4 separate regions of the Mus musculus genome follow, and all the other regions are linked to region 1. The links are chromatin contacts, called in public HiCAR-type and HiChIP or PLAC-seq maps. All regions are on one chromosome and are shown on one strand. Each heading gives the region's core, a stretch centred on a gene start, on an enhancer-like site or on the middle of the called end of the contact. The rest is flanking DNA. Distances are from core to core; before and after follow the strand shown. Region 1 overlaps Gm34053 (a long non-coding RNA gene). Region 2 has its middle 15 kb from the start of Gm40207. Region 3 has its middle 50 kb from the start of Gm40207. Region 4 has its middle 93 kb from the start of E130114P18Rik.

Region 1 (5,746 bases), core at 1,863-4,362:
TTCCCTTGTCTACATACTTCACTTGTATACAATTCGTTATGGTTCTGAACAAGTTTGTGTTTGCAAACAGAATATAGATATGCAAGATTTTTAAGAGGCTCTTAATAGGATTTTCCCATCTGTTGCATTTACTACTTTCAAATAAAGGAAATGCTGTTTACTGTTTATATCTACTCACAGCACATATCAAAAAAAGTTACCTACTTATGTCTGTTATTCTTCGTGTTATTATCTCTAGAGGGGTGTGAATTGGTGTGCATTGCATGTGATGTGGGCTTTGCTGATACACAGTTGACATCTCCTTTGGATTCAGCTGCAAGATTCATCCCTAACCATGAGCTTTCCTGTCACAGCAGGCTGCAAGGCAATACAGTGCTTGAAAAATAAAGTCCTTCAGGCAAACCTTATATGCCCCAGTACAGGGGAACACCAGGGCCAAAAAGTGGGAATGGGTGGGTAGGAGAGTGGGGGGGGGGTATGGGGGACTTTTGGGATAGCATTGGAAATGTAATTGAGGAAAATACGTAATAAAAATATATTTAAAAAAAGAAAAATAAAGTCCTTGTGTACAATGTGGACACACATTCATATGTACATAGCCTCTGCTGTCTGGTAGTTCGCTATATTACCTCAAAATACTTTGATTTTTCTAGTTGATAAAACAGAGTTGACATGCTTTAACCAATTGGCAGACAAAATGAAAGGAGAAAATAAAAAAAGAGGGACTTAGGGGATCAGAAAAGATGATCTAGGAATCTAATTCTATGAACTAACTGCATTGTGAGCTTGAGTGTCAGTTTCTTAAATTGTCATTGATAACAATAGCATTGTTGTATAACATGTTATGTAAAACTGAGAATCTGGTGTGTGCCAAGTGTTTTACACATGTTTGACTTTCTTGTCTTCATGCTTAACCCTTCCTCTCTCTCCCATCCTTCTTCTCTATTTCCCTCTCTGATAGTGGTAGTAGGGGCTTGTGTTTTTGACACAATCTAAAGGACTGACATAAGGACTTAAACATATTTTCAAAAGTAGCAAGAAAATTTTATGTAAAAGAAAAGAAAGAATACAGGTCAGATATACACTGTTAAGATTGACAGTTGGGCCACCTGAATGAAGATCTTCAAAGATCCTGATTTTATTTTTAACTCCTTTTTATGAGATTCAAGAGTATGAGTTTGTGTGATAGAAGAGGTCAGATTATCATTTTATATAGTACATGTCCTTCCCATAATGCACCTGATTATAATCATATGCATACTCAATTATTCATAGCTATAAGATGGTAAATGGGAGGTGTCTGTAAATGGAATTATAAATTCTTGCTTACCCATATAAAAGACACACAGTCCACGTATTTTATTTATAAACTGTAAGCCTAGATCAGACAGATTTTGGAGCTATTCTAACTAACATCCTAACCATACGTCCCTTGTTAGTTGCTGTTTCTCATGGCCATGTGCTCATGGTCCATCTCCTATCATGGCAGCTTCCTCCTCTCTCTTTCTGTCCTTTCTTCTTTCGCCTTTCTCTACCTGCAACCCAAGCCAGGTAACTGAAAACTTGCCTACCTCTTTTTATTGTCTAATCATAGGCTTTAACGCCACTTAATTTGGGGAGCAATGTTACTTAGCATCACTTGGTGTGCTTGAGGATCTCCTCAATGGGGGCAACCAGATCTTAAGGTACAAAATTTAGCATTTATATACAAGCAGCATCAGAGCAAACTCCTGCAGGGGTCCCCTTAAAAGTTCACATGAAGACTCAGTTTTGTCTTACTATACATTTACCTAAAATCAGTTCAGGCTGGTTGGCTTTGGATGCATTGGGAATATATTGGAGAAGAAACTGTCTAAGTTTGAATTTTAGTAGGGGAGAAAAAGCCAAAAAGCCTATTATATTTTTCAGAGATGAGTGCACTTATAGCCTAGTGGAGGTAGGGCACAAGGTTATTAGGTGAATTGTTAGAAAAGGGGTATGTGTGTAGAATGCAGGCAGGTAAAGGAGTTTGGTTATTGAGTGCATGCTTAGAAGATGGGGTGTGCATAGCCCAGTTGAAACAGAGTTCCATGAACTATGCCCATGCTCTATGCCTACCTTCTTCATTCCCTTTTTTCACCTATTTAACACACACACACACACACACACATGTGTATGTATGTATGTATATGTGCATACATAACATACATATATACATGTATTCTGCCAGTTGCTAGTACATGCAAAGAAAATATACCTTGTCTAGTTCAGAAGAAGTGGAAGAGGCGATTAGAGTGTGATTATAACCTGAGATTTACATATACCTTCAGAACTAAACTGACATGTAACACTTAGGGTATTAATTCAGAAGAGGGTTTATTTTTTTTCCTCCGTGGGTGGAGAAAAGTTGCAGAAGGAAAAGAACAAAGTTGCTTTGTATGACTGGGACTAAAGCTAAAGTAAGAAAAAATTGTTTATTTAAAATCTCAGTCTCAGGCACCCTACTCTATATATTGCTGGGGAGTAATTATGGAAAATATGTCCGAGTCTGTGAAATACAGTAACACATGAAACACTTGCTTAGACAGCAGGTGATTGTCACTCAACAGAGAAGTGATGGGAGATCGTCTACATTGGCATGAACCCTAGTGTGGCTTCCATGCTCTGAAGGTCAAAAGAAAGGCAGCTCTATGGTCATCTCCCAAGAGAGATGTACTTTAAGCTCTTTGGACAACAGCATCCTTAAGAGGTAACTAATATTCTCCTTGATAGCCTGCTCATCTGAGACTGGCAAGACAGTACTATCCTCAAGATTTTTTTCTTGATATTCTCAAGAGAGAAAAATAAAATCTACAAAATTAGAGAAGTGATATCTTGGTGAGAATGAGCCAGATACACAGTGGGATATTTTGGGATATATAAGATGAAATGTCTTTACTATCAGATGCATCAATTCTCATTAAGGTTCTGCTAAGAAAGCCCTCAGAAACTGGGTAAAGAAGGAAATAAAGATGCATAGTTGTCTCTGTTGTCTGGGTGAGTCCTTTTTATTTCCGTTAAGACAGTACTGGCATTCTTCATTTTAATGGACTGTCCAGAGGACTGCAGGCCATTTAGAATTCCTAGCACCTAGGAACTAGCATGCAGAAGTGTGAAGCATTTGTTGTAGTATTTCAAATACTGATCAAAGGACTCTCACTGAGTATTGCTGTGTTGGCTGAGGGCCAATGTTTCTATGGGGACTCATGTAGCTTCTGCATAACAGACCTTTTCTATTTGTGTGCCCAGCACATGTGACTGAGTGTTTCTTTTTCTTTGGTGCTTAGTGCCCTTGGCATCTCCCAGGCAGGAGACCCACTTAACAACCCTATTATTCTTGCTAGGACAATCAGACTCCCTAAGATAATTTCTGTATTCACTTGAGTGATTGGACTTTGCTCTTTAATACCACCAATGTCTTGGTCCCTGCTCAATAAATAATAAAGATCACATTTCTGATCTTCCTAAAACTGAGTTCATGCCAGGGGTATGGTCAAGTCTAAAGAACAGACTTCTTTGAGATTTGGTTTTAGTGAACAGCTTCTTAGCTCAGAGAAGCAAGAATTTGCAGAATAAAATACCAAAGGTAGGTGTTTTCTTTAAGATTGTGCCATTGTCCCCTCGTCCAGACAAGGTCAGATATGTGTTCAATATGGATATTACTTTTCATGTTACTGTGAAAAAAAAAAAGCCAAACTGAAGCAACTTAAGGGAAGAAGAAAGGTTTTATTTTGGCTATCAGTTTGAGGATAGTATCTTCTATGATACACATAGTGTCATGGCCACAAGAGTTGAGGCAGATGGCCCCATTTCATCAGCAGCCTGGAAAGAGATGTGAATGCAGGTCATAGTGGTGTTTTGCCTTGTTATTCAGTGCAGATGTCTAGCCTCTCATCTCAAATAGCTGACACTAGAAACTCCCTCATAGAAATGTCCATCAGTTTATCTGTAATGTGATTGTAGATTCTCTTATATGGACAGTCAATGCCACATATCCTTATCATACCACATATCCTTATAAGCATTAAGTGCTCTCTCCCGCTGGGGGACTATGACTATGCCGTGGGTAGAAAAGGATATGAGAGTGGGACAGTTTTTCTCCACAATGTGACAAACAAGTATAGGCTAAAGACAAAAACTGTTGCCCCTTTAATGCATTGTATATGGCTTCATTGACTGTCATAATTGATTATTTTCTATTTTATCATAAACTTAAGTCAAGTGATCTTGGAAAAATGGGGATCTTACCTAGGCTATCCTGTTGGTACATTGCAGAGCCTAAATTTGAACTCGACTTGGCTTCAGTCTAAGTGCATTGTGTATATTACTGCATATAAGTATTCTTGTATATTTCCTTATGTATACATATGCATACATATAGGTATGAATATTTGATATATTACATATAAATATTAATATATGTCCATGAATGAATATAGACACCTAGATGGAGCATTTAGTTTTCATTTTCCTCCAAGTTTTGTCTCTTTGCATTGGAGATTCAGATAACATCACATCACAAACTCTTTAATAAGATATCAGGTGCTTAATTCCAAATACACATTTCATGTACCATTTAACATTTGTTTATATTATATTAACAGGGATGCCCTAGCAATGTTCCACAAACCATGTGGCATAAACAAAAATTTTTGTTTCAGTTTTTGAATCTTGAAGTCAAAATTCAAGGTATGGATTTGATTTTTCATTCTGCATCCTACACATAGACACATTCTCATTGTGTGCTCACGTTCCTGGAGTATCTCAGTTTAAACACTCTTTTCTTAAAGAGCAGCAGTCATAATGGATGAGAATGTACTTGGTGTCCTCACATTGGCTTAGCTCTCCTTCTTAATTCCTCTCACCTGCATAGCCAGATTTTGTGAATAGGGTTTTGCTTCTTACAATTAAAAATCAAAACACCCTCTGCTTAAACCAGCAGCAACGATGCTGCCAATTCTAATCTAGACCACTTGGTGGCAGTAAAGCAGAAATGTCTGCAGACAAAGTAGAAACCCCTTCAGAACTGTAATACATTTTATAGACCAAGACAACTGCAGTTGTAAAACATTATCGTGTATCAATAGGCATATTTTCTGATCAAATCTTTATAAGGCTCAAATAGGCTCATAAATACTGAGCTCTCTGGTTTGGCTTACTCATGTTTCATGCTTCCGTTTAAGATATTTTGGAGGGGTGGAAATCTAGCAAATGGTTGAAATATCAAAGCAATATGCCACTGCCAATTTGTTTTCCTGCAATCGAGGGAAAATATATGTGCCTCGATTAGAAACACGACCCAAACAAGAAGAATCTGCCACATTCAAAACTGAGCTCATTTCACATGCAAAGCACAGCCCAGGCTGGAGTAAACCAAGAGCTAAATCGTTTGCTACTTGATTTTTGTAAGTAAGCTCCAATTTCTATTTCCACAGGGTATCATTATGCAGTGGATTTTCTTTCATAAATAGTTATTGCCTGATGATAAAATCAGCCTTGATGATAAACACTTAAAATCACATGGCAAAGGGTGTCAGCAAAGCAAGCTTTCCTCAAAACCTTAGTCATGTGTTCTTGTTCGAAAGAAGACTAGACAAATGTGCAGTATGTACACAATGGAGTTTTATTCAGCTATGAAAAAAAAGAATGAAACCACCTTATTTCCACACAAATGGATCAAACTAGTGATCATTGTGTTAAATGAAATAAGCCTGACACAGACAGGCAG
Region 2 (5,725 bases), core at 2,890-5,389, 640 kb after region 1:
CCGAATCCTCACATTCCAATCTTTTAGTTAGGCAATGTTTGCTGAGCCATGGTACAGGCAATCCATTATGAGTTTACAGACATGTAAGAAATAACACATTTGTTCCCTGGTTTCAAAGTCCTAACAATCTCATAGGAGAACAACAACCATTGCTAAATACATATGATTAGTACTACATCAAAGCAAGATTACTGTGAATGAGACATGCTAGAGATGGACTCCCTATCAGATACCATCCCCAAGAGGCTTCCTACAAGAGAAACTTCTAAGTCAAAAGTGGAAAGGCATGGCCTGTCGAACAGATACATTGAAAGATATATCCACAGATGTGTGATTGTTTTCCTAAATACACTGCTTGGAGAAAATACCCAAAGTCAATATATTAATGATAACTAGGAACCTAGCATTCCCTGTGCAATTTGGACTTAAAGAGACTATGTTCCTAATTCTGGTCTGTTTTCTCTTTATTGTCAGACATCATGATGATGATGATGATGATGATGATGATGATGATGACGACGACGATGATGATGATGATGAAATTAAGATTATATGTTATATATGGTCTCTGTCACTACAAGATTCTCACCAATGGGGTTAGGAAAGAAAACTTCACTTTGTGATTATAATCTCAGTTACTATGGCATGTGTCAGGAGGGCCGCAAGACAAACAATTCTTCTCTTTGTGGGATTAGGATCCAAAACAACAGTAGAATAGAGGCCCTGTCATTGATCAGCAACCCAGCACCAGGTATAAGCTTCAATCGTAGCATCCCAGCTCTGCCTGGTACTGTGAGACAATTATAATGGAACAGATCCCCAGTTCTTGGCTTCTGATCCCTTTATGGTTACTAATCCCATGTACAGATAGACTCTTCAAAGTTAAAACATGTCTTGCTAAATTCGTTTCTAAGAACCCTAAGATAACTATTTCTTACAAATTCTTTCCTCAGAATTGAGGACAGAATTTGGCTGAGAGATGTGTCCTGGATGAGATCATGGGGCTTCTCTGTCTTGGAAATACTTTGGACACTACTACATCAGGCTACCCAAGATGAAACTAGTTGTATTCACAGCTGTTAGGGAGACTGTGTCCGAGTTTGTTTAAGCAAGAAACTGCCTGCTCTACCAAAAGGAACAACTGAGAGTCTAGAGGAACATCAAAGGATACAATCTTACCATATACAACTCCTAGCTGTCACATAAAAAGGTATACCATACAAGGAGGGTTCTATGAACCATTTACCAGGGAAAAGATTCTAGCCTATTAGGTGACTGCTGAGTCGGGTAGATGTTAGAAAGCCTTGATGTCAGTTAGGCCATGGGCCAGGGAAAGAAGCAGGGACAGTTTCACAACTTTCAGCAATGACCTTGGAGAAGTCATTGCCCCCTCCTTGAAGTGAAGAAGTAGGAGGGCCACTTCATTGCTAAAGGTCTTCATGTTCTATAAATCATCAATTCCAAAACACCTCACATTTCTGTAGCTCTTCACAGCTCATAAAGTACATTACCTCATTTCATGCTGCAGCACTAAAGGCAAAACTTGGCAGAGTTCAGAACTGACCTTACTCTTCCTGGTGACTTTTCAATGGGAATGCAGAACCCAAGGCATCTCTCTCACCACTCTCACGAGTAGCCCATCCTCCCTCACTCAGAGATGATAGAGGTATGAAGAAGAGATTTGTAAGACAAAGTCATTCCATTTTAAGTGTTCTCAGTATGCATTTCAAAAAGTAGGGCACTGCTACTGCCCATCCTTATCCCCATAATATCTAAAGAGTAGGCAACCAGAAAGAGTTTGATGATACATGTAACAGAATGTGACTCTAGAGTATAAAGGGGTTGCTGATGCCGATAACCTGAAATAATAGAGCCAGAGAGTACTTAGCCTTCCTTGACCAGGAATTTAGTTTTACAGTTGATTCCAAAGGGCCCTGGGGACACTGAACAAAAAAGTTTGTTTAGATTTTGACCTTACATGATTGAGTGACCCAGGCCAGTGAATGAACACCTCTGAGCTTCTACGACCCTATCTGTATCACTGACTTGGATTAGATGATCAATAAAATACCTTCAGTTTACTAGTTCTTCATTCATTCAGTTCCTACTGGTTGAGCTTCTAGTCTGTATCTGACAGTGGTAAAAACAGAGAAATATAACCAAATCTTTCATTTAAAGTTAAATGTGTGCATACTCCTAGATTCCCAAGACTATGATGCTGAAGAAGGAGGCTAGTGAATTCCTGAATAGTTTGGCTATATCCTGAGACTCTTTATCAAATGAAAATTGAAATACATGTGAACATGTCCTCAGATCTTTAAGTGGACAGACAGACAGACGCATCATCAGCATATGTGGTAAAGAATAATGTTGCTCAATGACCATCCACATAGGCTGAGCACAAAGCAGGTGACTCTTCTTCTAGAAGTAGCAAAGATTTTACAGCATGCCAGCATGATGCTTATACCAGCCCTGAAAAAAAAAAAATAGAGACAATATGGCATTTCATCAGCAGGAAGAGAGCAAATAGAGACAGGCTTAACGGTTCAGACTTAATTTGAATTTCTTAGAACATAGAGATGAGAAGGATGCAAAGCAGCTAGAGATGCAGACAGGAGCCAGACCATGGAAAACCAAATTAGCTTGGCCAACACAATGAAGGCTTGTGATCAGGAGCTAATATGACCAATCTGAATTCAGTAAATGTCATTCTGGTTGCCGTAGAGACTGGAGACAGGAAGGAACAAGGGTTGAGCCAGGATGAAAATAAAAATATCTACTATATTCTGGAGGTTGAATCAGCATTTAAGGGATGCCAGTAGACTTATAGAGGAAGGTATAAAAGTAATAGCTTTCTTGGAATGCTGTGTACAATTCTTTTATTTATATAGTTTTTTCCTATGTAACAAGTAATTTTCTAAGCACTTAAAACTATTTATCATACCAAATCTGTGAGCCCAGGATTAGCATGACCCTACATAACAAATGAGGAAAATGATACCTTGAATGGTTGAATCATTTGGCCAAGCTCTAATTGCACATAAACAAGTTTTTTCCCCATCAAAGCCACTAAAGCTGCACTAACAAGTATGACTTCGAGAGTACTAGCTTAAGTCATGCCATTTATTTCTGTACTAGAAATAGAACAGACTATATGAAATAATAAAGGTTGGAGGGGGGACTTGCTAATCAAGCTTCCTATGGTATTGTAATAGACAATCCCATGAAGAACTGGGCAAGTTTATGTGAAGTAGAAGACAAAGTCATAGCTGGAGACAGAGACTTGAAGGTTGGCTGTCTATGTAAATGGCAATGGTCATCAAAATAGTGGCCAGGATAGCTCAGCACTGTCACTGACTGGCACAACTCACAGGGAATGACAGGATTGTGTTCTCATGGCACATCTCGTTTTCATTGAAGGCTAAGAACTGTTCCTCATTTCCTATGCAACATTCATGATTCCATGGTTGTGAGCTAGCTCTCATGTTCTGAAATACACAGAAAGGCTCAAATGGGTAACTGACAGGAAATGAGACTTGGATAGAAATAAGGAATTGAGGAAGTTGAACCTCTCTTGCAACCTTTAAAAAGCCTGCTTAATACACCCATCTTTAATATTTTAGAACCTAATTGGTACAAAACATTGGACCTGCAATTTGGTCATACTCATTATGTATTTACATTCCTTTTATTAAAATATAGTAGAAATGAATAATTGAAAGATCAGAGCTTAAAATGATTTTGCAGCTAAAAGTTAAAGCTTGAAAACTGATCTACAAATAATTACTATATCCACTTAAAATTTAAAGACTGTTTAATTTTATTTTTAGAGCCCAAAGAATCCCAACAGACTTCATAAGAAGCAAAAAGAACACTCGCTGGCTGTGGGCACTCCACCTCATTCAGATGCAGCCCTTTCTATCATTGCTTGTAGCAGTTAAATACAGTAAACCATTACTTTGTGCCAGGCACTGGACTGTGTACCTTCTATCCATTGGAAATTCACAATGCCAGTCAAAAAAAAGGTTACTTTCTTCATTTTAAGGATAATGAAAGCATATTTGAGAGATTACTCATTTCCTCGGGCTCATTCAGTGAGACATGGTAAGCTGAAACTGCTCAATACAACTCATTCTAGAGTGTTACAGTGAGCAGTTTCTCAGGCTCCAGGTTCCAGCTATGTCTTTAGTGTCTGAATTCTTTAGTGCTCTCTAGAATGCCTGAGAAGTACTTTGTAACAGCATCCTCTCTTCTTTCTTCCAGACAAATCAAACCCTCACACAACCTCCACCACCAAACAGCCAGAGGTGACACTGAGTTCTTTTTATCCCTTCCTTATTTGGCTGCACCATTTACATTGTTACTTGAAACTGTGAGATTCCCGTTGAAGTCTATATTTCCCTAAATGCCACGAGCTCTCTTCAGCTTAAACTTGTGACACATTGCAATGTAAGCTTCACTTCAAACATTAAATATTATCAAATAAACTCAGAAGTGCTCTGAGAAATGATGAGACCCATAATAAATAGTGCCTCTGTTGTCCCCTCAGGTATTGAATGAGTAACATAACAGATGAGTGGAAGCAGAGAGTCAAGAATCATTTTTTTAAGTTGCTACTTGAGTTTTTAATAGCTAGTCTGAATGTTCTAAATAACATCAGTAAACCACCTGAATTAGCCACCCCAAACTTTTACATCTCAGAACTTAGAGCCACTTTTGGAGTTATTTTCCAATACCACTTGTCCTTTCTTATATTACCTTTAGGTTTAAATCTTACCTGAGATTTTTATCCCTTTAACATAAACAGACAAATACTACACCTTATGATGACTTGATGATCATTTTATCTCTTCTTTCACTCAATAGTTTCTCCAGTTCATAGACCCCTCTACTTACCATTAGTAGGCTTCTCTTTAAGTCTTACCCCTACCTAGCCCAAGTTCCTGGACCCTAACTTCAACATTGACTTGTTTCTACAATTACCAATTCCTTCAGCCTCACTAGCCTGATGTGCTACTTACCTGTCCTATGTTAGTCTAATTGTCTGTTTAATGCTTTACCTTCAATATAATAAGGTGAGGATTTATTCCTTATTCATTGATATGTAATTAAAACAGAGTCACCGTTCTTATCTGTGGGTAAAATGTGGTAACCTGGTGCATGCGAACAAGTACAGTAATAAATCAGAGACTGAACCACTTCCTGCTCCTCAAATGTTTAGCATTTGTGTTTAATACACACAAATTCCTCTCTTCTAGTTCTTAATTTAGTTCACTGAAATTTGCATTTCACAATTTCATATATAGTGTATTCACATAATTCCCACTTCCTACTCTCTCACCTGTGTCCATTTTACCTTTTGCTTCTGAATCTCTTTCATCAGTTCGTGTCTTTCTGTTTCATATTGTGAGTTCTGACATAAACCAAAGCCATATGAGTGATCGTGGATTTGGAAACTTCTACTGGAGTTTGGTGGGAATCCCTATCAGGAACACAACAAAAGTGGGAGCAAAAAGAATACTCGCTGGCTGTGGGCACTCCACCTCATTCAGATGCAGCCCTTTCTATCATTGCTTATAGCAGTTAAATACAGTAAACTGTTACTTTATGCCAGGCATTGGACTGTGTACCTTCTATCCATTGGAAATTCACAATGCCAGTCAAAAAAAGGTTACTTTCTTCATTTTAAGGATAATGAAAGCATATTTGAGAGATTACTCATTTC
Region 3 (6,093 bases), core at 1,291-3,790, 670 kb after region 1:
TGTGGTAATGCATGCCTTAAATTCCAGCCTTTGAGGCTAGAGGTAGAATGCCACAAGCAGGAATATCTCTATGAGTTTCAGGCAAGCCTAGTCTACTCATGAGTTCAAGGCCAGCCAAGACTACAGATGACATTATGAACTAACCAGTACCCCGGAGCTCTTGACTCTAGCTGCATATGTATCAAAAGATGGCCTAGTCGGCCATCACTGGAAAGAGAGGCTCATGGGACACACAAACTTTATATGCCCCAGTACAGGGGAACGCCAGGGCCAAAAAAATGGGAATGGGTGGGAGGGAAGTGGGGGGTGGGGGTATGGGGGACTTTTAGGATAGCATTGGAAATGTAATTGAGGAAAATACGTAATAAAAAATATTTAAAAAAAAGAAGATGGACCAGTACCCATTACTTAATTCATCATGGAAGCATACAAGCAAAAGTGACAATAATTTAGAATTATGATGTTTCCCTGGCTTTTGTTTTGTTTTAACTCCTCCCTCTGAGATTAAGAAAATTTTATTTTTATTTTATATAAAATAAAATTGCATTAAAATATTTCACTTCCTGAAAAAAATATGGGAAAAAATGGATTTTTAAAGTGTTAAAAATATGAACAATGGAATAAAGTGGAGTTTCTTGTTCTGAACAATTACTAATTGTTGTCTTGAACACATTTACATTTTTGTTGTTGATATATTAAGCTATTAAATTATACATAATTGGTTGTCAGAAAACATCACAGGTTATTATCAATAAGTAATAACTTTTTGAGACAGTCAACAGAGGTCCCAGGATTAGAAACTCTCACAATCTCTTCAAAATAACATTCATTCCTTAAGTTAAAGATTGAATAATTTGTTTCTGAATCAAATAGTAGCCTTTCTACTGCAATGTATAAATAAATACAGGGAAATCCTGATGTACATCATTACCACATGGAGGCCACGTTGACTTTCATTTCTACATCTCCATGGCTTTTTGACCTTTCTCAGCTCCACCAAGTCTTATATCCAGTGAAGCAGAGTCTTCAATGTGCCAAAGATTTTAAAAGTGAAAATTGAAAAGATCCTCTCTATTCTATTCCTGGTAAACTCTTCATAATATGGTGTGTACAAAATGCAATAATTTCACCTCAAAGTTAAAAAAAATATATGTATAGCAACTCTGCTCTCTAAGAGTACCCTTCAAATATGTATAGGGCAGATGTGAAGGCAAATCAAAATAGCAGCCAGAGCACGTTTTTCTCTTGGGAGTATCTCTAGAGCCTTCAAGAAAAACATCAAGATTTCCTTCAAAGAAGGATCCTCGATATTCCATCCAAACCAAATTCCATCAAGCTTAAATCTGAAATGTTCAATATGTAAAACATGCCTAGACTTTCAGGCAGATATGGCTTGTGCTGAAATCATACCTGGCTTCACCTTAATTACGTATGGATTGCATAAATGGTCTACAAAACAGAGTAGTACTTAAGGCATATTTTTAAAAAGAGAGTGTGGTTTATGTACACACACACACACACACACACACACACACACACACACACACACACCACAGTAATTGTCCATGAGGAGGAAGCATGAAGAAGAAAAAGGATCACCACAAAATCCAAAGAACTATTTTAATCAAATTTTAAGATGGCCAGAGACAAATTCAATAACATTCTTTTAGATCACACTAACTCACGAAAACAACTCAATAAATATTGTTGAAAAACTGAGTGAATGGGTGCTTGCTTTATTATCTTTAAATGCATTAAATTTGGCTATAGCCCCCCCACCCCCACCCCCATTAGTTAAGAGCAGGTGGTACTCATTAGTTCCTCTTAAAGAATATTTGATTTCTTCTTAAACATTTAAAAACAACTTTAGCAGTTCATGTGGTATCCAAACTCAAGAGATTTTTCCATGGTATATCACCATCCTTATAAGTGCCTGTTCTGTATCTGAGGTTAGTGGGCAAACTGGTCTCACATCATCAGTACATGGCACACCAAGAGGCTCAGCAGTACTCTCTTGGCAGCATCAATTCAACTCTTCATGGGATGATTCTGCCCTTTTCACTCTCAGCTCACACATCTGAGACAAAATGAGCCCTAGTGGTAACTCATAAAAAACAGCAGACATAAAATGATCAAGGTATTCTGGGTAATAAAGCAGTCAGTCACCTGCAGAGCATTTGCCAGGTCCCAGAACCTCAAAGGCTGCTTTGTTCCTCACTTGCAGGTGAACTGCAAGAGGAAGGTGCCTCTCAGCCACCGCCCCCTGGAGCTGCACAATACACTCATTCAGTGCCTGGGTCCTGACCATTCCTCTCACACTGCTTCGGACTTATTGGGTTGCCTGTGCGAGATCATTTCCCCATCTGTGCCTCTTTACCCCTGACCCTGTTACTACACAATGCCACTCCGAGGGCGTGGCAGAATATTACATTCCAGAGAGGAAAGGCTGTGCTCAGGCTAAAGACACCAGGCAGACATAAGGACACTCCCTGCTGGCCACAGAGCTCTCACTGTCTCTGTAGACAATGGGCCTCTGTGTAGCCCATCTCCTACTGCAATGACTGTTTACATGTTTTCTTCTTTGGAAACTTCAAACTGCTCAGTACCCAGGAGCGGTTGCACAGGGAATTGTTTATCCAGGAGGAAAGGGAAGAAAAGGGGTGAGGATTGGCCCTCTAGAATAACTTACCAGCAAGCTTGTGTACTCTGAGTGCAATGTCATGGTTTTCACTCATTTAAACAATGATTATCTCCTAACCATGCACTGTGTGTCTTATTAAGAAGCCTACTAAGAGATGCTTACCCTGATAAACACTGCCTGTCTGTGTTTGGCTGATGGCAGAGTGAGTGAAAAGCTTGTCATTAATTAATTTTTGTTCAGCAGTCTTTTTCTATCCACATCTATGCCTAGCATTGTGTTATGGCTCTTGGATCCCTTCTCATTTATCATCACTTAACAATAAAGCTAAAATGTTAGCTTTCACAGACAATCTCTTACTGGTGACAAAAATAAATAAATAAATAAATAAATAAATAAATAAATAAATAAATGAAATAAAACATCAGTCAGTAACCCTGTGGAGAATACTGTAACAAAATACTTAAACCATGTTTATATATATTCCAGCCGGTAATATCACTCCTGAGAGTTTACACTGAATACATACCTCTAATGCTGTGAAACTATATCCATTAAGATATTTAGAGTGGCAACATTTTTTTCTTGTAGAACATTGGAAACTACACATTCAAAGCAAGGAAGTTGATTGAGTAAACCATGGCAAATATGCATTTTAGAGTATGGTGTTTTCAGAGATACTGTGTTACATGGCAAGTGCAATATGCCAGACTGAAAATATAACTTGAAACCTTTATATAAAATAAGGGGTAGGAAGATTTGCAATTCCCTCCTAACTTTATCATCCTGTGTTAAGAAAAAGAAAGAAGAAAGGAAAAGCCAGGGAGAACTAAGCTGATGCTGTATCCGAGATGAGGAAAGAAGGGGAAATGGACAGAAACATACTGTGAAGCCATGGTGATATCTGTTGACATTTGAATTATTTTGAAAAGGAAATGTAACCCAGAGGAGAAAATTTGAAGTTAAATATAATTGTCACCCAAATATGGTCAAAGTGACTTTCATAACCTCAATAAAGGGAGAAAAATTTTAAAGATTCCAATAAAATCAACACTGAATTTTACCACATAGACATATAGATGACATGTGATAGAGGTGTATCAATATAGAGCTGTCATATGCAGAATTTTAGGCAGAGTAGACAAAAAGAAACAATAAATTCTGACCTCTTTTTAGTTTACTTTTTATCTTGGGTAAAACAATCCTAAAACTATTTTAGGTACATTAAGGTGATGCAGCGAGTGTTGCGATGTTGTTGGGAGTTGGGATTTTCACTGTGAAAAAAAATGTCTAAGTGTATAATGGAAGAAATAATATTCTATGGTGTTGGGTTAGAGTTAAAAGTTATTGGTATGGAGTTTGAATTTTAACACATAAGTCTCAGGAGCAAAGGTGGTCCTGTCAAATGGTTTATGCCCAACATTGGTTTCTAGTACTATTCCTTTCTGAAAAGAACCAGAACATCACAGAAAAATAAATGGCTGATTTCAGAGCAAGGGTGAGGTATGTATAGTGTAAACCTAGAAAACCATGTATGCCCAAAATTAAAGTGATGCTGAGCAAATGATTAGGTACCATGTGGGGCCAACTTGAAGAATCTTCCATGAACCAGGCATCCAGATGAATGTACAATTAATACAAAACAGTGAGGAATTTGAGAACATTTGAAAACAGAAACCCATGGGTCTATTGTGATGAATAGATGACAGATCAGATAAATATAAGATGAAAGACAAATGGATAGATAGATAGATAGATAGATAGATAGATAGATAGATAGATAGATAGACAGACAATCTGGTTTGTTGAATGTAAAATGGTAAAATCTGGAGGGAATTCTAAATTTGGACAAATAGCCATTTGTAACTGTCAGAACTGTCACTATGGAGTTAGTTCAGGGGAATAAAGCTCACCATTAGATGCTGAAAACAGTAGGAACTTTTTGGTAAGTAGAGTGATATTCTCATGGTCTTAAAAACATCTTCTTATATTTTGCTAAGTAGCAAAAAGAGTGAGAAATCAGATATTACCACAACTGAGAGACTGATGCTCCTATCACCAGTCTATGAGGCTATGCCAGTGCCTGGCAAATACAGAAGTGGATGCTCACAGTCATCTATAGGATGGAACACAGGGCCCCCAATGGAGTAGCTAGAGAAAGCACCCAAGGAGCTGAAGGGGTCTGCAACCCTATAGGTGGAACAACAATATGAGCTAACCAGTACCCCCAGAGCTTGTGTCTCTAGCTGCATATGTAGCAGAAGATGGCCCCTAGTCAGCCATCACTGGGAAGAGAGGCCCCTTAGTATTGCAAAATTTATATGCTCCAGTACAGGGGAACGCCAGGGCCAAGAAGTAGGAATGGGTGGGTAAGGGAGCAGGGCAGGGTGAGGTTATAGGGAACTTTTGGGATAGCATTTGAAATGCAAATAAAGAAAATATCTAATAAAAAATTGGACAATTCAATGTTCTGGGAAGCTCACACCATCCCTGGCCTGAAGCTCTGACTTGTAATGAAGAAACTAAAATGACTTATGAGAAATAAAAGATCAACCAGCTCCCAGGTAAGTACATTCTGTTTTAGTGGTTGAGTTCTGAGCTACTTTTCACGTCCATTATCATAAATAAGCAAATACAACTTATGGAAATATTCCAGTTTTAAGGCAGAGAAATAATGGGAGAACAGAATGCATATGTAACCTCACATCAAAACTGGTAATGAAGGTATAAAAACGAACCCCCAGCACATATGTAGCAGAGGACTGCCCTGCCTAATGTGCTTAATCCTGTAGAAACTTGATGCCCCAGGGAATGGGGATGGAGGAAGCACCCTCTCAGAGGCAAAGGGGAGGAGGCATAGAGTGAAAAACTGTGAGAGGGGAGACCAGGAGGGGAACGTGTTTGTCATCATTTAATGGGGTGGTAGCAAATTGTAATGGTCTTAGATCAGAGAGGAAACCAAATACAAAGGTGAGACTCAGGGATTTCTCTCTTTTTCTTTCCTCTAGCATTCTTTCTCTCCTATCTATTATTAGGGGAAAATGGGGAAAGTGATGAAGAGAAAATTGGGGGGATATAGGAATAATATAGATATAAGAGAAAAATAGTAGATTCAATTGTCTCTAACACCAAAGAATATTAACAACCCAAAAATCTTTTAATATAGAATTTTAGATATTGATATAAAATTAAGATTATATTTGGTTATACTGGTTACAACATAGATATGCATCATGTCTGCTTAAGGTATTGTACCTCTATAATTCTTTAAAATGCAATATTAAATTCTAGTTCATTTGAAGTCTGCTACTACAAACTATTTAGGATAAGAAAGAAATGCAAGTTAGTAGTCAATCAAACTCATGGTCATTTTAGACACTAGTCTAATTTATTGCAGGAATATTTTTTTTTAATTGAACAGATAGCAAAAAGCTAGAAAAAAATTCTGATATATG
Region 4 (5,620 bases), core at 136-2,635, 880 kb after region 1:
AAAACAGAGTGAGCACTTCCTTCCCACCTACAGCTTCCACTTCCCCAAATTAACATGGAGGCTTCCTCTAAGCTGACAATTCACCTGAACCTCTGAGCTCACTGAGCAGCCATTCATGGACCATTTCCTCCAATGGGGTAAGAAAGTGCAAGTAACACCTTGACTTCAGTGGCCAGATCTCTCCCTCTCCCTCTCCCTCCCCCTCCCCCTCCCCCTCCTCTTCTCCCTCTCCCTCTCTCCCTGCCCCCTCTCCCTCTCTCCCTGCCCCCTCTCCCTCCCCCTCTCCCTCCCCCTCTCTCTCCCCCTCTCTCCCTCTCTAATCTTGCATGTGAATACATGGATGTGCTCATTTCTGTATATATTTGTACATATCATTATATGTTCATTCATACATATATGTATGTGTGTGTGAATGTTCCAGTGCCTCCTACAGGCTGAGCTAGTGCTCTACCACTGAGCAATCCCACTCACCTTCCCTGAGAACCTTCGACATGGGACCTACCCTAGATTGGCACATTTGGATTGTCAGATATAGTGAGCATAGGTACAGTGTTGAATAGCCGACCTCTAGAACTCACTCACCTGATGAGCTGAACACTGATGCTATTGAACTGTCAACCGGACATTTGCTTGGTTCCTAGACTGTTTGTGGCAACTACCAATCTCCTGTTTTATTACAAGAATTTGATGTTGAGATATTGTAAGAGTGGAACTGTGCAATCTTTCTCACTTTATCACATATATTTCACTTAACATAATGCTTTCAGGGTTCACAGCCTTCTTTTAAAGGCTAAACAGCATCCCATTGCATGAATACGAATCTCTTCTTTTCCACTTGTCTTTCGGGGGACATGATATTTCTGCATCCTCCTCACTTTGAATATGGCTGTAGTAAACTAAGGAGGGTTAATATCTCTCTGATATCCTGATTTCAAACCTCTAGGATAAATGGCCGAAAGTGTTGGATCCCGTGGCAGTTCTGCTTTTAACTTTCAAGGTACCTTCACACTGTTTGCATTCACACTAACACAGCGCGGGATTCCAGTTTCTCTGCATTCTCTCTTAACTCTCTCCACATCGTCTCCTAAGCCTCTCTGCTCTCTGTTCTCCAGAGCGACAGTGTCCCGGCAGCCCAGCAGAGAAGGATCAATCAAGTCACGGTTAGCATAGGTCTGAGTGTCCGTTCTCTATGCCCCTGCCCACACCAGCTGCGTCATGGCTTTACGCAGAAGAATGAGAGATTAGAGACCGACCGTGAGAATCCAAAGCTTGCAGAACCCCTCAAAAAGGGGAAAAGCCTTTGTCATCAAAGGAGTTAATGAGCACACGTCTCTGCAGGAAGCCCTAAAGAAATGAGTGTTCTGAGTGTAGAACATTCACTTTACAGTAGGTGGTGTTATTGTTACATGCTCATACAGACAGTACTAATTAACAATCCTAAAGGCCACATCATTAAATTATCTTCAGCTTAAAGCCCTGCAATGTTTAGCACATCCCAGCAATTCAATTATATTCAAGGCAGTAGCCTGAATGTCAGGTACTCTTCTGTGGCCAGCGAAGAGCAAGCAGCTCTCAAAAGCAGATGAACCCCAGAAGGAGAGAACAGCTCTGACACACACACACACACACACACACACACACACACACACACACACACACCCTTGTCCCTCTTCCCAACATACATGCTAGATGGGAAGCAAAGATAAATTTCAAAGAAAATGCAGGAGTGAAACACGGACCTTACCAATTCTATATGTAAAAACAGGAAGACTCTGACAAGATCTTTAAAATCTGACATGAAAAATCGGCTCACTGCCCTCCCATCTCCTCAAGGTCCCCTGTCTGCATTTTCTTCTGAGCCTTCCTACCTCCCTTGTGATTTCTGAGCACAGCACACTGTGTCTGGGGGTTGAACTTGGACGACTTTGTAGCTTGTGGCTGGGCTTTCCCTGCAGTGAGCACTCAAAGGAGAGCACAAAGCTGTTCTGTTCCTCACCCTAGGAGACAGTTCCTGTGCAGAAAAGGCTTTGAGAGAGAGAGAGAGAGAGAGAGAGAGAGAGAGAGAGAGAGAGAGAGAGAGAGAGAGAAGTGGGCTCAACCTCATTTGACCTTCCCCATGCAGATGAGGTCCTGTGTGTAGGCTCAGCGCATCTCAGCAGGCCAAGTGACCTCCATTGGCAGGCAACACCGTGACACAACCTCTAGGTCGAAAGCTGCCTGTGGAAGAGGAACATCTATGGGTCCACTGATTAGCACACAAAGAGACAGACAGAGCCAGCGGGCAGCTGGCTAGCCAGGACACTCATCTGCAGGCACAGAAGCAGCAGACAGAGCCATCTGCCTCAGTTTCTCTGAACTATCTCCCTTAGTCGCCATCTCTGTAGAAACCATTTCAGCATCCATCCTTACTCCAGTACCACCCCAGTGTTCCTCGGGAAGATCCCACAAGATCCTTGGGGTCAAGCAACATATGAATCTACTTATCATGCTCCATTACAAAGAGTACATCCCAGTAAAGATTTCTGGATGGTATGAGAGCTGGAGAGAAGGTTGAGGGACAAACAGATGACAGATAAATGGCCAAAGCACACCAAAATGATCTTGCTCCCCTCTGTGGGAACTGAATCCTCCCCTGATAGTACCAAGATGGATCCTGGCTCTCCAGAGAGGAAATTGGTGACAGAAGCCAGTCTCTCTCTAAGATGAACATCGCTATCCAGTCAGGATATTGTTGCCACAGACCCAATAGAGCTTTTCTTAGTTTCCCTGCCTATGGTCTAGACAGGTACTGCCAGACATCAAATAACCTGTCTCTGGGCTTTGCAAACTCATAAAGCATTGTTGAGATCCTGTCTCTACCATGGCATCTTACAAACCTACTGGATCTAAGACAGCTCCAACACAGGCTCCAACCATTTACATGTGGAGGAGAATAACAGAACTGACTTCACAGGCTTTCTGTGTGGATTAATGTTTTGTGAGACCCCCGACATGCTCCAAGTCAATAGGAGGCAGCCTATAGATTGGCAAGTCCCTAATCTCTATAGAGACTGCCATCATTGTGAAGTGTGTTGCTCAGTTACATCATTCCCAAAAGGATGGCAGGGAAGAGCCACCGAGGCTGGAGGGAGTGCCCCATGAGCAGACGAACAGGGGCTTAAGAAAGTATAGTCTCTGGTTGTAGCTGGTTTTAAACGATGTCAGGCAGGCACTGCTGAGAAGCAGGTCGTGACGAGAGCAGGCAGAGAAGTGAGGAGGTTTGGCTTATAGTTAAAGCCTTTACCCAAGTGGACAAACATGAAGAGACTGCCTGTGCGTATGAGCTGAGATCGCCTCTGGGGAACAAAGTCATGAGATTACACTGATGCTGAAGTTCCTTGTGCCTCCATTTGTGACACCACTGTCCTCTGAGTCTCAGTTTACATCTTCTTGTGGCCTCACTTGACGCCAGCCTAATCCTCCCTACTGAAAATAAGTCCTCTCTCTTCTGAGGACCCTTAGCACTTGCGTGTGCAACACACCTGCAGATTTGCCCATGCTGGCCCCTTAGAATAGGATCATAACAAACACTCAAATCATACTAAACGTAGGAGGAGGGATTGTTTGAAGCAGCACACCTGCAAACACACAGCCAATTAAGTCTCACAACAACATCCCTTTAACTATGAAGCAGGTGGCATCAAAACTCCCATTTAACAGATAAAAAACTGATGCAGAAAAATTAATTAGCATGCTCAAGGTCAGACCACTTTAAATACATAAGGCAGCAAGAGTTTCCCTCATTATTTATCACCTCATTTCTCTCCCCGGCACAGAGGTGTTACTGCCCAGAGCACATAGACTGCACACTATTGTGCTAAGGCCCTGATTATATTCAAACTCCAGCTCTATATAAGTTCTGTATCCCTCTTCCTTCTCATGCAGAACACGAAAATGCTCAGTGCATGCCTCCTCGCTTGGGTTTTACGAGAACGAATTGGACTGCTCTAAGCATTCAGAGTAACTCCCATAAGTACTGTGTACACATACCTTAGTACTGTGAACAAGAGTCCTGGCTAACCTCATCTTTATGCCTTGTGCTCTTGTGTCCACACAGTTGATTTCTATGACTAGTTCAAGAATATGGAGGTAGCAGTAAAACAGATGGCTCAGTCCATTTCAGCACAGAATAACTTTGTAACACAAAGCTTGACCGTTAACTTCTTAGTCTTGACCTTCTTGGTTTATAAACTGGAAATGCTACACACTCTCCTGGAAATCCTACTCCACGAGTGCAGCGAAAACAGTGTATATATGACTGGGAAAACTGAAGGGACCATCCTGAGTTTATTTTCCCAGATGACACTATCTCTCGAGGGGCTCTGTCCACTGTCAAGGTTTTTTTGCTGCCTTCTACAAAAGCAGTTTGTAGAATTCTTGATAAGCCAAGTAATTTTCTCACAAAGCAGGTTGCATAGACACCCTCCTGATCTTATCAAGCTGGAGAATCCACTGCCCTGCTCTGGTGTTCAGGGGCCACATCTCATCTTGTCACCACAGATGTCTGTTGCAAAGCTTCCACCCAACTCCACCTTCAGTGCCAATAAAGTACCCGGACAGTCTGTAGAGGGGTAGAAAATGGTGTGACAGGTCAGACGCTATAACATATGAGACATTTATGTAACTGTAACTCTTGTAGTCAGACCCACCACTTACATGCTTTGTATTTTACTTAACTCCTTCCACAATGACCTGGGAATTTTGTGAGGGTTAGAGGCCTAAGCCAGCTTCTGGCTCATAAGAAGTGCCTAGTGAAACCATGTTCACTACCGTTAGCTTTCCTTCCTCACAAATGTCCATTGTACCTCATTTCACCCTGAGCTCAGGGAACCTAGAGCCCGCTGTGGGGAACTCACATTCTGAACTTTTCCTGACATCTTCCAGGACACACCTCTTGGTCCTCCATCTGACACCCCAGAGCCTGCTAAGATGCACACCTCCTAATGTGACATTTGCTGAATGATGCTTACTATGACAGCTCATAAAGTCTTAAAGTGCAATCCCTCATCACTTTTCCTCTGACCCCTTGTTTCCTGTTCACAAAGTAGAATCTCATGGGCTTGTGTGATACCTAAGGCATGGCATATTCCCATATATCCATTAGTATTTGTTACCTAGCAAGTTATGCCAAAACTTTGTTATTTTATAATAACCATTCTTTAGGTTCAAATTTCTATGGGCTCACAATTGGCCTGGTCTTTCGTTAGACTCTCCAGACCTGAGTTGTATCTCAATCCTCCAATATTCAAATGATCCAAAAAAATCACAAAGTAAACACAAATCCAAGGGAAATGGATCCTGTCTCTTGATGAGAGTTATGTTAAATTGTTGGTTGCATAATAATATTTTTGTATTCTGCCATAAGTGATAAATAAAAGCACCTCTTCAAACTAACTTAAGTTTTTGTCAAGTTTTCTAGTTCAGAAATTTTTGCAAGACTTCTTACATATAATGAAAGAAAACAATGTGATGAACTTTTACTATGTGTCCACTTGGTACTAGGTAGAAGTATTTACAGTATAGAATGGTAACATCTCTGCCCTAAAGGTGCCTGTCGGTGAAGTAGCAAAGTATACAGGTG

Evidence for each region. HiCAR-type assays count read pairs that join an accessible place to other places. HiChIP or PLAC-seq counts read pairs in DNA pulled down with a chosen protein or histone mark.
Region 2: a contact with region 1 is called in a HiCAR-type map of astrocytes, with 3 times the contacts expected there. The contact joins two enhancer-like sites. A contact is called at or near these places in 13 of 39 promoter capture datasets (the 3T3-L1 cell line, 3T3-L1-derived adipocytes, the C10 cell line and 8 more), 1 of 484 Hi-C or Micro-C datasets (neural progenitor cells) and 2 of 115 datasets of contacts at active chromatin or transcription factors (astrocytes and stem cell-derived neural progenitor cells).
Region 3: a contact with region 1 is called in an H3K27ac HiChIP or PLAC-seq map of stem cell-derived neural progenitor cells, with 4 times the contacts expected there. The contact joins two enhancer-like sites. A contact is called at or near these places in 7 of 39 promoter capture datasets (the 3T3-L1 cell line, the C10 cell line, hippocampal neurons and 3 more), 2 of 115 datasets of contacts at active chromatin or transcription factors (astrocytes and stem cell-derived neural progenitor cells) and 1 of 9 other capture datasets (embryonic stem cells).
Region 4: a HiCAR-type map of astrocytes shows a contact between it and region 1, with 5 times the contacts expected there. The contact joins two enhancer-like sites. A contact is called at or near these places in 7 of 39 promoter capture datasets (3T3-L1-derived adipocytes, embryonic stem cells, frontonasal cranial neural crest and 3 more), 2 of 484 Hi-C or Micro-C datasets (both in cortical neurons) and 1 of 115 datasets of contacts at active chromatin or transcription factors (astrocytes).

What each region holds. Positions count from the first base shown.
Region 1 is chr4:96,794,584-96,800,329 of GRCm38.p6, forward strand. It overlaps Gm34053 (a long non-coding RNA gene), which reads left to right. Exons shown (of 3, transcript XR_376433.3): 3 at 239-316. Among named protein-coding and RNA genes, the nearest start is that of Gm34053, 10 kb to the left of the region's middle. Within about 2 kb of position 3,113, at least 16 of the 459 cell types and tissues checked have an H3K27ac peak or open chromatin away from gene starts, as enhancers often do. A contact at or near this core is called in astrocytes, neural progenitor cells and stem cell-derived neural progenitor cells, where this site is marked.
Region 2 is chr4:97,428,797-97,434,521 of GRCm38.p6, forward strand. No RefSeq gene overlaps it. Among named protein-coding and RNA genes, the nearest start is that of Gm40207, 15 kb to the left of the region's middle. Within about 2 kb of position 4,140, at least 12 of the 459 cell types and tissues checked have an H3K27ac peak or open chromatin away from gene starts, as enhancers often do. A contact at or near this core is called in astrocytes and neural progenitor cells, where this site is marked.
Region 3 is chr4:97,463,736-97,469,828 of GRCm38.p6, forward strand. No RefSeq gene overlaps it. Among named protein-coding and RNA genes, the nearest start is that of Gm40207, 50 kb to the left of the region's middle. Within about 2 kb of position 2,541, at least 47 of the 459 cell types and tissues checked have an H3K27ac peak or open chromatin away from gene starts, as enhancers often do. A contact at or near this core is called in stem cell-derived neural progenitor cells, where this site is marked.
Region 4 is chr4:97,674,811-97,680,430 of GRCm38.p6, forward strand. It overlaps a transcript of Nfia not described here. Among named protein-coding and RNA genes, the nearest start is that of E130114P18Rik, 93 kb to the left of the region's middle. Within about 2 kb of position 1,386, at least 36 of the 459 cell types and tissues checked have an H3K27ac peak or open chromatin away from gene starts, as enhancers often do. A contact at or near this core is called in astrocytes, where this site is marked.